Regions from separate parts of the Zea mays genome. Here region 2 is linked to region 1. The links are chromatin contacts, called in public Hi-C maps. All regions are on one chromosome and are shown on one strand. The core of a region is the stretch at or near the end of the contact, and the rest is flanking DNA. Distances in the headings are between cores, read along the strand shown. Region 1 holds the start of LOC100191679 (type II CPD DNA photolyase). Region 2 holds the start of LOC100284261 (maspardin).

The links. Hi-C and Micro-C count contacts between places; a contact is called where the count stands out from the background.
Region 2: a contact with region 1 is called in a Hi-C map of leaf, with 5 times the contacts expected there. The contact joins the promoter of LOC100284261 here to the promoter of LOC100191679 in region 1. A contact is called at or near these places in 2 of 25 Hi-C or Micro-C datasets (ear and leaf).

The regions. Positions count from the first base shown.
Region 1 is chr1:127,459,282-127,466,017 of Zm-B73-REFERENCE-NAM-5.0, reverse strand. LOC100191679 (type II CPD DNA photolyase) reads left to right here and starts at 3,685. Exons shown (of 9, transcript NM_001137108.1): 1 at 3,685-4,275; 2 at 4,362-4,558; 3 at 4,661-4,901; 4 at 5,077-5,234; 5 at 5,347-5,383; 6 at 5,486-5,544; 7 at 6,079-6,160. The coding sequence starts at 3,811.
Region 2 is chr1:127,870,927-127,877,662 of Zm-B73-REFERENCE-NAM-5.0, reverse strand. It overlaps LOC100284261 (maspardin), which reads left to right and starts at 3,749. Exons shown (of 9, transcript NM_001157156.1): 1 at 3,749-3,977. The coding sequence starts at 3,897.

The sequences.
Region 1 (6,736 bases), core at 2,436-4,935:
TGATGAAATTAGAAAAATGACCGAAGCTATTATGGATAAAGTTGTTGATCAACTACTAAACGAAGCTGCAGAAGTAGTTTTAAGAGAAGATTAGCTGTTATTGTAAAGACATTTGGAATGTAATATCTGCTGGACAATATGTGTAATATTTTGTAATTTTGAATGTAATACATAAGCTGTTTATGATTCAACTCTTTACGATGCATGAAACTTTACGTACATACCATTTTTGAGCCTTCGGCGAAAAAACACCTTTCCTTCTTTTCATGCTTCGTGAAGAATATCCATGTTTCATAAAAACATCCAATCATCGTAAAATCAGTAAGCAATAAATCTTTTCATTTTAGAGTTTGATGAAGATATGCTTCTTCAATAATTATTTTGTGCCTTGGCACTGCTTCTTCGAGACAATGTCCGAAGATCAACATTGAACCCCCTTCTTGCGTTATTGATGCAATATGATGTATGATGTTATGCTATGCAAATGATGTGATGATGTGATGTTATGCAAAATGATATTTGTGCCGAGGATCAAGGCTGACTTTTCGCTGCAAGCCTCCCTTAGGAGCTTCTTCGCCTTTTACTTCGGCGGTATCAGCGTTTATTTTTCGCTGTAAGCCTCCCTTAGGAGCTTCTTCGCCTTTTACTTCGGCGGTATCAGCGTTTATTTTTCGCTGTAAGCTCTGCATTCCCTTTGGAATGACTTTTGAGCAGAAAACTTACGCTGCGCTCCCTTAGGAACGACTTTTTGTTGCTTCGGGAAACTTACGCTGCGTTCCTTAGAACGACTTTTTGTTATTTCAGAGGTTCTCCTTATAACCATAAATTCTTATGCTTCGGCAACTCCATTATTCTGTGGAGAAGGTATATTTTTACTATGGCAAAAACAGAGCTATTACAAGAAATTGAAAATGACAAAAAACACTTAGGATTTCAATAATTGTTCCTTATTAAAAAGAAAATGATACTGAATGCAAAAACTGTTGCCGAGGTAGGATATCTGTTAGTAGATATGCTTCGATTCTGGCACAGTACTATTGACTGTGCGAGCTTCGGACTCCTCTCTGAAGTCTTGTTGGTGGTGAGTATGCTGACTCCCTTCTGGCTGCTGGCCTCGTTGCATTGGTGGTGGAGGTGGAGGCTGTTGCCAGGATGCCTGAGGTTGGCTTGCCGAAGCGACAGAGCTGCAGGGTGGTTACCCACATACTCTGGAATATACGGTGAGTGGTACGAAGCAGTATGCATAACTTGCTTCGGCTGGCTCTGTTGGGCTGCAGCTGCAGCTTCTGCTATCTCTTTCTGTTTCTGGATGGTGACATGGCACATCCTGGTAGTGTGGCCCTTGTCTTCACCACAGAATAGGCAATAAATTTTTCTGGGCTGATCACCAAACCTTCCTTCGAAGCCCCTGGCGCCTCTGCCCCTTGGAGCTGGGGGGCGAGGGTAGCTCTGTTGCTGCCCCGAAGCCTGGGAGGAATGTTGCAGCCTCTGCTGCTGACTTCCCCTGTCGTCATTCTGAGTGGAATGAATTGATCTGACATGCCTAGGATGGATTCTCCCTCCGAAGCCCCTGGCTATTTTGGAGAACCTGTAAGCTTCCTCCCTTCTCTGTCGAAAATCATTGTCAGCGCGGATGTATTCATCCATCTTCTGAAACAGTTTCTCCAGGGTCTGAGGGGGCTTCCTGGCGAAGTATTGGGCTGAAGGTCCTGGCCGAAGCCCCTTAATCATGGCCTCAATGACAATTTCATTGGGCATTGTTGGCGCTTGTGCCCTCAGGCGCAAGAACCTTCGGACATACGCTTGAAGGTATTCTTCTTGATCTTGCGTGCACTGGAACAAAGCTTGAGCGGTAACTGGCTTCGCTTGAAACCCTTGAAAACTGGTGACCAGCATGTCCTTCAGTTTTTGCCATGATGTGATTGTTCCTGGCCGAAGAGAGGAGTACCAGGTTTGTGCAACATTTTTGACTGCCATGACGAAAGATTTCGCCATGACCGCCGTGTTGCCGCCATAGGAAGATATTGTTGCTTCGTAACTCATCAGAAACTGCTTCGGATCTGAGTGTCCGTCATACATGGGGAGCTGGGGTGGCTTGTAAGACGGAGGCCAAGGTGTAGCCTGCAGTTCTGCTGACAGGGGAGAGGCATCATCAAAAGCAAAATTTCCATGATGGAAATCCTCATAGCAGTCATCCTCATTGAAGAAGCCTTCTTGTTGCAGCTCTCTGTGCTGGGGCCTTCTGTTCTGCTCATCTTGAGCGAGATGACACACTTCTTCGGTAGCTTTGTCAATCTGCCTTTGCAGGTCAGCTAGCCGAGCCATCTTCTCCCTCTTCTTCTGTACCTGCTGATGAAGCACCTCCATGTTCCTGATCTCTTGGTCCAACTCGTCCTCCTGGGGCGCTGGACTAGTGGCCTTTCTCTTCTGGCTTCGGGCCTCTCGAAGATAAAGGGTTTCCTGATTCGGGTCCAACGGCTGCAGAGCTGCAGCCCCTGTTGCTGAAGCTTTCTTTGGTGGCATGACGAAGGTCGATGCTTACCGAAGGTGTTCGAAACTCAAAAAGTGGAAGTGAGTTCACCGGAGGTGGGCGCCAATGTTGGGGACTTGTTCTCAAATGCTAAGAGTTAAGAACAAGTCAACACAAATAACGTTAAACGTTGAAGTCCTTCGTCCTTCGAAGCATTATTTCACTTGGGATATAATGATTTCCGGACGAAGGTTACGAAGGACATACCTTCGTAAGCATTACATATCATAATGAAGAAGGAATTATATGGAATATAAAAGATAATATAAACAGTTATGTATTATTATCAATTCATTTCTATTTTATTGCTATGGAAAAATAGAAATGATATTAGATTACAAATATACCTTTGACTTGAAAGAAGGTAAAAGTACAAGCGTGACGCAAAAGCAAATGCCAAGTCCGCGTGAACAGTACTGGAGCACTGTTCATCTATTTATAGGCACGGGACGCAGTCTATGTAAAATTACATTCATGCCCTTTACATTTGCTAATAACTCTGTGATAATCCATAGGGGTCTAAATAGCCTTTTCCCCTTTAAGTCGGTTTCCTTTTCTGTTATCACGCCGAAGCTCTGCGTAGCTTCGTCTCTGCACCATCCTTCGTATTCTTTGTGCTTCTTCACCTAAGTCCGAAGGTCCAAGTCCGAAGATATCTGTTCATGAATTATACTCCAGAAACATTGTTAAATCATGTTTTTGAAGACCTTCGGAAGACGAAGGCCCCCAACAGATATATATGCATGAGAGCATCTCCAAGAGACTAGCTAAATAGCTTGTCAAGCTAAATTTTAGCTACTTAATAGCAAAATAGCTCTACAACAGACTAGCCATTTAACTTGTCAAGCTATCCGCTTCTTTAAATTGACTCCCTTACTAGCTAAATTTGGCTAGCAACTCTCGCTAGCCAAGCTAACTCGCATATGAGAAAGTCTGTTGGAATGAGATGTTATATATAGAGTTTAATATTTATGTAGAAACAAATAAAGAATTAAATAGAAAGTAAAAATAAAGAGTATTTTGGACTCTAATCACTTAACTAAATCCTATGGCCGACGTGGCCTCTCCCTCGCCGCAACTGCCAGTCTACCACCAACCCGGGCTCCTCCATTGAACCGCCGTCTCCTCCATTCCTGGCTTCCCCTCCATTGAACCGCCACCAGTCTCTTCCATTGAACCGCGGTCGTAAGACGCCTCACCCAACACCGCGCCCACCACCCCAAACGACGCCTACATTCCTGACTTCCCCTCCTACGCGCAGACGCCGTCCCACCGCCGGGATGCCGCCGGCGATCCCAAGCCTGGTCCACCCGTCCCGTGTGCGGATTCTCCACCCGGGCGGAAGCCATATTCACGGGCCGGTGGTGTACTGGATGCTGCGGGACCAACGTCTCGCGGACAACTGGGCCCTCCTCCACGCGGCCGAACTCGCCGCTGCGTCCACCCCCGCGGCGCCGCTCGCCATCGCTTTCACGCTATTCCCACGGCCTTTCCTCCTAGGCGCGCACCTCCGCCAGCTAGGTTTCCTCCTCCGCGGGCTCCGCCGCCTTGCCGCCGATGCGCACGCCCGCGGCCTCCCGTTCTTTCTACTCGAGGGCGGACCTGCGGAGCTGCCGTCGTTGGTGCGGCGGCTCGGGGCTTCGGCGCTCGTCGCCGACTTCTCTCCGCTGCGGCCGGTGCGGGAGGCATTGGATGCTGTCGTCCAGGAGCTTCTGCGTGACGCCGCCAACATGGCCGTGCACCAGGTGAGTACACCGGGATTCCGACAAAGTTTGAATCGTTCGGGTTGAATTGGGTGGAGCGCATTGGTGAGAGTGTATTGTCCACGCAGGTGGACGCACACAATGTAGTGCCTGTCTGGACGGCGTCAGGGAAGCTCGAGTACTCGGCCAAAACCTTTAGAAGTAAGGTGAACAAGGTGATAAACGAGTATCTGGTGGAGTACCCTGAGGTTCCGCAGTGGGCGCCTTGGTGCATGGAGCAGCCGAAGAGTGTTGACTGGGATGCACTGATCAATAGCATCTTCAGGTGCGGTAGGGTGTTCATTTGTTGAATTGGTTCATACTCTTGTGTGGGCTTTAAATATAGCATTGTTAGTGAGGGCTAAATGATTCTGCACTCTTGGAACAGTGAGGCTGAGAATGTGCCGGAGATTAACTGGTGCGAGCCTGGGGAGTCCTCAGCGATGGAGGTCCTTCTTGGGAGTAAGGATGGGTTCTTGACGAAGAGGATTAAGAACTATGACACTGGCCGGAATGATCCTACAAAGCCACATGCATTGTCGTGCCTTTCACCGTACTTACATTTTGGGCACATTTCTGCACAAAGGTGTGCTCTTGAAGCAAAAAAACGCCGTCATCTTAGTCCAAAGGTGCGCTTACTTAATTTCATGTTACTCTTCTAAAATACAAGATTAAGAGCCATATTAAATGGTCAATATGTCTTTTTACCAGCCGGAGGCAAACCTTAAGATTAGCATCAAATATTGAATCCGTCTGTCTAACAGTGAACTAATACATTAGAAAATACCATGCTTTTGGATACAGTCAGTGGACACGTTCTTGGAGGAGCTGATAATAAGGAGGGAACTAGCTGACAATTTCTGCTATTACCAGCCTCAATATGATTCACTGGCTGGTGCATGGGAGTGGGCTAGAAAGACGTTAACGGATCACACTGGTGATAAAAGAGAGCATATCTATACGTGAGTTAGTGTATCTGCTAATTACGTTTATCTGCTTGCTTGGCATGATTAAGGTGAAAGGCTCATGTTCGGCAAGGCTATTTGTTAACTTGCATTCTATTTTGGCGAACAGGAGGGAGCAGCTCGAAAATGCCAAAACATCTGATCCAGTTTGTATTAGCATATTCCTTGTACTCTACTGAAGTTCTTGAATTCATTTTTATCTAGTTCCTGACTGGACTATCTGTCCCTCATTTCCCAAACTTTATCAGCTTTGGAATGCATCTCAATTGGAGATGGTGCACCATGGGAAAATGCATGGATTTATGCGGTAACATAATTCATACCTGTATTAATATGTCATGGTTTTAGCCCATTTATGTGTTGTTTGTTACTTTTGTGATGATAGGTAGTGTTGGAATTGCCTGATTGTCATTCCACATTGCTGGTTGAAGAATTAAGCATTGTTTGGTCTTTGTTTATCTACTTGGTAACACAATTAGTGCATAATGCAGTCAAATATTCATGCATTGGCCTCCATCTGCCCATAGGCTTTACATGTTGAATTGGTGGCAATTTTTTATGTGAAGTCTTCTCGTATACAGCACAGACAATGTAGTTATGCATTTCTGTTCCTATTGGAACAGTGTAGCCTTTCAATTAAATTTGACGGAAGTGTGAGTTAGATTACAACAATCTTTGGAATATTTTGTTTATACGAAGTATTTTTCCAAGATCCCGCCGAATATGGATGGAGCTTACTACGAAGCAAAAAAAAACCAAGCATTGTATTCTGATCTTTATTTCTGCATGCATATCCTCTTTATAAGAGACTACTTTGTGTTCATACTGTAGTTTTCTGCAGAATGTATTGGGCCAAAAAGATTCTAGAATGGACCAGTCAACCTGAAGAAGCACTTTCCATAGCAATATATTTGAACGACAAGGTAAATTTAGAAGAATGACATACATTGTAGAGTTGTACTACTTTTATTTTTTATCATATTGATGGAAAATTGTCTTTATATTCACCAAATGTAAGAAAAATTAGGGGAAACAGAAACTACTGTTACCTTTTGTGTTGGGTTCTATAAATTACTAATAACATTGTACTGCAAGAACCTGCAATTAACAAAGGGTACATTTGGTTCAGCAAGCACAAGTTTTATCAAAGGAGTTAAACATTTCTGCTACTACATTGAAAACTTTTTTAGTACAAATTTGAAAGCACATTGGGTCCTGCTTTTGCTGCTTATCCAAGTTCGATATATTAATAAAGAGATATGGCAAATAGAAATTAAAATGAGTTTAAAAATAATTAAGTGTTATAATAAATAAAATAAAATATTTTGGGGCAATTGTGATTGTACCCTTCTCCGGTGTTGTTTACCCCTCAATTTTTAACTTTGTGATTTTACCTCTCTGTTTTGAAAACGAATCTGCCATTTGCCCCCCCCCCCCTTTAACACCGATAGTGAAAATCAGAATTAATGATAAAAAAAATAAAAAACGAGGGGTAAAAT
Region 2 (6,736 bases), core at 2,500-4,999, 410 kb before region 1:
TCTGTTTGGTGAAGGCAAGTGTCCTCTGACCCATTATGTTCCATTCACTTATAATTCACTGTCCCGCATTACTTAATTGAAACCTAAGGATTGACTAGCTTTGTATTTACCTTGTCCTTGATTACCTTTTGGGTTACTATGGTTAGCTTCATGCTATTGCTTTACTTTAATCAATGAACATGATGTGAACATTTATGATACGATGATGTTATCTTGATTATGATGATGAATCTGTGATACTTTAGAGGACTCAGGTTGTTTCCTGAGTACCTCTCTGTAAGGACATGTTCGTTGAGAGACCACCTAGGAAAACAGTGCAACCATGAGGGTGTTATGGGACGCCCTTAGCTGATTAATTAGAGGAACTTGAGGTGCAGTCGGCTTCTCCGTAGGGCCGTCAATGAGGTCTGGGCACAATACTTGCTCTGCCGAGGCTGGTTGCCAATATTCTTTCAATTTGGTTTTGTTAGTCACCCTTCCTATGGGGAGAAGTAATGTTTATCAAACTGGAGAAACCTAACGGGCGACTATGACCTCTGGGAATCTTTGTAAAGGCTACGTAGTGTGTCCTTGGCCATTCACCTCGGTAGTGAAGACCGGGTCTTGCAAACCTAGGCTGGAAAGGGATCACGACTCATGGGTAAAGTGACCTTTGCAAGGGAATGAAACTGATATATCAGTTGTACTCACGGTTACGAGCGGCCTTGGGATCCTCTTTGATTAGAGATATCGACGATCTGAGATGGAATGGTTCCATTAATGGTTTTGGTTCGATGATGATAATGATGTTCCTCGATGACGAAAGGATTCACGGGTTGGTTATTGCTAAAACTTGGCTTCCACTAATAATAAATACCTGACCAACTAAAAGCAACTACTTTGAGCTTAACTCCACATAAAGCTAGTCCACCTCAGCCAAACGGGACATTTGCTGAGTACGTTGATGTGTACTCACCCTTGCTTTCACAAAACACCAGGTTGCCTTTGGTGTAATCTATGCTCAGGTAAAGAAGAAGGCGTCGAGGCGGATCTCCAGGAGTTCTAGGATTTCGACGAGTTCGAGGATTAGGCTAGCGACCTTCCCTAGTCAGCTGCCTATGGTGGGTTTATTTACGTTGGCTACGTTTCTATTATGTGCACTTTGATTCATATTATGTAAATGACTCTAGTCTTTACTATTATTACTTACTCTTTATTGTAATTTGAAGCATTGTGCTATGATGAGTCATTTATGTAATCACGGTGTACGTGAATTTCTGATCCTGGCACATACATGGTTCACATTCAGTTTACCTTCTAAACCGGGTGTGACAATACTATGTTTGTTTATATTGCTACGATTAGCAACGAGGTTACGAGAATCTTGAAGGCCAAGCTGGTACCTGGAAATCTTGAGTCTCAGACAAGTTGTGTCTTTGATCACTTTTCTTTACCTAATAATGTTCCTGTTAATCACTGTGACATGCTCAGGTTAATTTGAGGGGACCTAATAGGCTTCCCTAGCATTGTTTATCCCCTACCTTGTAAACAAAAGCACTATTAAGTAGTTTTGCTATTGCTCTACCTGATTTTGGAAAATTAATGTTGCATTATGATCATGTTCCAATTCTGCTGTTATTTAAATTACTGTTCATGATAAGATCATTATGTTAATTGAAACATGGAGCGACCACCCGGGAAAACAGTGCTACCACAAGGGTGGTATAGGACGCCCTTGGCTGACTAATTGTGTTTAGGTTTGCCTTGTAAGGCTAAACACTCGATTTGAATTGTCTGTTTCTCACCACTAATGAGATTGCTTGATCAATGTACTGCACTGAGTAATAACAAGAGAAATGAGATTAATGAATAAAGTATATGATTGAATTAATTGTGCGCTTGACCATGTTTATCTAGAAGAATGCGTGCCTAGAATAATTAACTAACTAGAATATTGAGCTAAAACTTAGTAGACAACTAGTAGTTGCTTTTAGCAAAATAGATCTCTCAGCCAAAAAGCTTCATATTTCTAGAAGTCGTGGAGTAGTTTCCACAAATCAGTTAAGTCTTACTGAGTATTAGTATACTCAACTTTGCTTGTGACATTGTTTTCCAGGTACTAACAAAGATGAGATGATTGTTGGTTTAACTTGGCCGAGTTATCTACCACCTAAGGGCTTGTTCGGTTCTATCCTAATCCATATGGATTGAGGGGGATTGAGGGAGTTTCAATCCCTAGTAAGTCAAAATCCCCTCCAATCCGTATCAATCCCCTCCAATCCATATGGATTGAAAATAACCGAACAAGCCCTAATGGACGATCGAGTGGGACACACCTTCGTCAGGAGAGGATCGTGTGGAGTAGCTCATGGTTGGCTTTGCCATGCTGCTCGTGTATCACCACTAGTATTATCATTACTTTTATTTCCGCTGCTAATGAAACTCTGAACTAATGGTTTTATGTTCGAACCTTTGTTTTGTAATAATAATGATACTTATTTTGACATGTTATTATAATTGTTGATGGTTGTATTCTCTGTTCTCATATTCGAATGTGATATTGTTATTGATCCTATATAAGTGGGTAAATCAGACGCGATCTGATAGATTGAAGCGTTTAATCCAATTTAAGTGTGTCATCGCCCTCGAGGTGGGATCAGTGCACTCAAGCCGAATTAATTTGGACGGTTCTTTCACAATTCACCTTCAACCCCGTTCTAACCAAACAAACTTTTAAGTGTGCATTTGTTTAGCTTTCTAAACCATATTCATGCAAAAAATCTAAAAATCTCCATCCAACGAGTACAACATCATAATAGATTCCCAAAAATCTACATATTCTTCTAGTTCAATTTAGAATCACCTTCTATCTCAGATTTTCGAAAATCATGTTATTTATATTACTAAGCTATCATGTTCTTACAAAATCTACAAATAGTCGTTGTTTCAAACAATCACATTTTAGCTTTTCCACAATCATCAGCTTGTAGCAGTTTTCTTATAGCTCACTGTTAACATTAGAATTAGATTCTTAAGAATCTACCGTTAAAGCAAATGGACCCTACCCTTATGAGTAGACATATTCTGACTTAGGGGTGTTTGGTTTCAAACAATTAAAGTTTAGTCTATATCATATCGAATGTTTGAATGATAACTACCGATATTAAATATAATCTAATTATAAAACTAATTACATAGATGTAAACTAAAAGATGAGACAACTTTATTAAATCTAAATAAACCTAAATTTAATACTCATAATTGATATTCAAATATTTGATGTAACATAAACTTAAACTTTAGTCACAGACTGGTTTGATGATAAAGAAATTGGAGGAAAACCATGGGGGAAACAAATTTCTTGCTATTAATTAAGGCCATGTTTAGAAGCAACCTAGTTTTTAAGAATCCAGTTTCTATCTCTAGTTTATAGAAGTTGGTTTATGAAAAAAACTAGTTAAGACCTTATTTAGTTACGTCTAGATAGAAGGAGATTGAGAGAATTAAATTCCCTGTAATCCCCTTGGATCCAGCCTTAACCGAACAAACCCTGATGATGTTTAGAACAACCTCAGTTTTATAACATGGCTTGAGCTGGGGTGGCTAGTTTCTTGGTTTTTAAGAAACTAAAAAAATCTGTTTTTTATAAACCGAAGCATAAATTAATATATTTAAAATTAATCTAATTTTTAAATCAGTTTCTTAAAAACAGTTTCTTAAAAACCGAGTGATCCTGAATAGCAATGAATTTGCTCCCGTGGATTCACTCAAATTTCCATACCAAACCAGCCCGTAGGCTCTAGGGCGCAGTCAGGTGGAGGGATTTTTCCCCTTTTGCGGCTTCCTGAACTCCATCTTGCCACTGCCACGAGCCCACGACGCCCGCAGCCGCAGCGAACCAGAGAGGAGAGCGGGAGATGAAGGGCGTCGGGGGCGGCGCGGCCTCCCCGGGGGACTATGTCTACTTCAAATCTGTCGTCCCGCTCCACAAGATCTCCGTGAGTTCGCGCGCGCCTCGCCTCCCTCCCTCCCATCTCACTGCAGTCTCTTCCCTGTAATCCCCTTAGGCGGCAGCGTCTCGTCAGAAGTTTGATCGTTGGAGCGGTTTCGTCGTTGCTTCGTATGGGATCATCTGAATTGGGCTGGATATGAAGCGAATTTCGGGCGAGGAGCTTTCTGTGGTCGGCGATCCGCAGGAACTCGTTGGTTGGTGTAATTTGGTGTGGTAATATTGAATCCGAACAGTATCTTTACCTGAATCTGATGATATCTCTCCAGACACTACAATGTGTATACTTGTAATGTTCTGCTCAACTTTCTCCAGAGGGGCCTGTTTGATTCATAGGGCTGCTATTTCTCGTTAGCCAGCTAATTTTTGCCCCTCTTGCTCATCTACATAGGGGGCTAATAGGTGGGCTATGTTGGAGTTGTGAGCTAACTCGCTAGCTGTCCCTAACTATGTCCTGTTTGGATCACCCAACGCTAGTTACTCCCTCCGTTCATTATCTACCTCGTCTGAAAAAAAATCCAAGAGTCTACATGGTATTAGATTGGGACCACGGGTTCGCTTCGTCCTCGCACGTCCGTGACTCCTCGTATATGCTGCACCTTTGTTGCTTCGGCTCTTCTCCCGTTGCTTCAAATATCTCCCGTCCCATCCTGTTAGGAGTCCATCACACCAGTATGTCCTGGCGCACGCCTACATGATCGTCCTTCACCGTCGCACCTCACCATAACTTTCGTTGATTACAATGGAGTGCCAGGGCACTGCCGCCGATCAGGGTCTTGTGCACGGTGTCAGATTCCTGCAATGAATCCAACAATTCTTCCACGACCGAGTTGCGTTTTGTTATAGATTTTTTTGGCTGGTGAATCTGAAGTGCCTGACTCCCAAGAAACATTTACTGATATTGATCGAAGTGATGCTGCTGATGTCCTAGTTACGGACATGGAGCTTCATGACAAGGAGCTTCATGCAGCCAACACTTTGCTCCAAATGGCCTATACAACTCTTAAAGGGACACCAAGCAGATACTTATTTCAAAACTCCACGACGAAGTGTAGGAGGATCAGCTTTTGCTAACAAGTCAAGGTATATGGTGATCTTTAGATCATCCTGATAGTACTTCCTCTTTTTGTCATCGGAACCTGGAAGTTGTATGAAAACAGTCAAACTCTGTTGCAATTCACTGAAATTCTAATGCATGTTACGTGCAAGGCAACGGTGTAGCCCCAGGTTATGACAATTAGCAATAGGAATGAACCAATAAGCCATCTAACTGATCTCTGAACTTAAACTGAAAATGGATTAAAACACAATTAACTGAACCTTAGCTGAAACTAGATTCTACTGGACTGTTCCCTATGAAGCAACATCTAAACTGAAATGAACTGGACAGTGGACACTCATACACTGAACAAAATCGACCAAAGGAAAAAAAGCTTAAACTAAACATTGGTTGCTGCTGCATCTCCTTGCACCGAAGGAACGTGAAAACCATCTATTGATGTGTCTGCAGAAACATGAACTCCATCACCTTGCACTCCATCTTCGTCATCTATGGCACAAAATAAAAACGGAATAATGAAATCGTAACCAGGAAGACGTGGCAAAACAGAAACATAAGTGAAGGAGCACATTGAATTCCATCGTCCCACACCATGTCATAATTGAATTCATGAGCAGGGCATCAAACTCGGCAATGTCATCCCAATCTATGGGATAGATTTGACCTGATTCGAGTGGCTGTAGGTTTAAATCGATATCTAATCCCGGCATTTCTTTGGTTCTCCAGCATGAATCCGAGATAGAGAAAGAGAGGAAGCGAGGGGGATAGTTTGCTGGAATTACCTGGGCATAGTGATTCTCCATGGTTATTTATATAGGGCATCGTAACGAGCTTGAGGAGGGGGGGGGGGCAATGAAATTTTGATGCATTGGCGGCCCTGTTTTCAGGTCGTCGACTAGTCAGCAACAAGTCATCCAGTCGGTTCTGGGAGCTCGACTTGGGGAGCCGGCTCGACTTTTCTGGCAAGTCTGGTGATTTGTCAACGACTGGAAATTCTCAGTCGACTAGTCGTCGACTTGGTCTGGCAAGTCGGGCGACTTGTGCCCCAGTTCAGCCCAAATAGGCCAAAGGCCCATTACACAACATATTTTCTTGATTTGGGAGAAAATGCAATGGATGATCTTGATTTGGGAGATATTTAGGTTATCTACTATCTAGTATCAACAGATTAGCTATCTAATGAAGCTTATTTCCTTTCAAGTTTGAACTATATTTTCTTGCTATTTGTTTTCCAGTTTGAACTATATGGCTGTTATGACTTATCACTTATGTGGCTGATTTAGTTTAGTTTGAGGCTTCAAATGAGGTAAGACTTGCTGTTTATTTCAGTTTTCGTTCAGTTTCAAGCTTCAAATGAGGTAAAACATGCTCTTTCTTCATATGTAAATGCTATATTGTCTATATGAAGCCATTATATCGGCAAAACAGCCACTATATTGGCAAGTCGAGGACTAGTCGACTGACTTATTGACTAGTCACCAAGTCGGTACCTTGTCGACTCGACTCGACTTATCGACTTGAAAACCTTGATTGGCGGTAAAATTTTGTTCTGTAGTCCCACATCTAATAGAATATCAAACGAAAAAGGGCTGGTTGCAGGCGCGGAAGAGGACGTGAGCACAGCTGGTGAAATTAGATGCATGCATGGCCACACGGGGCCACATACGTGAGCGAGCTATTATGGGCCG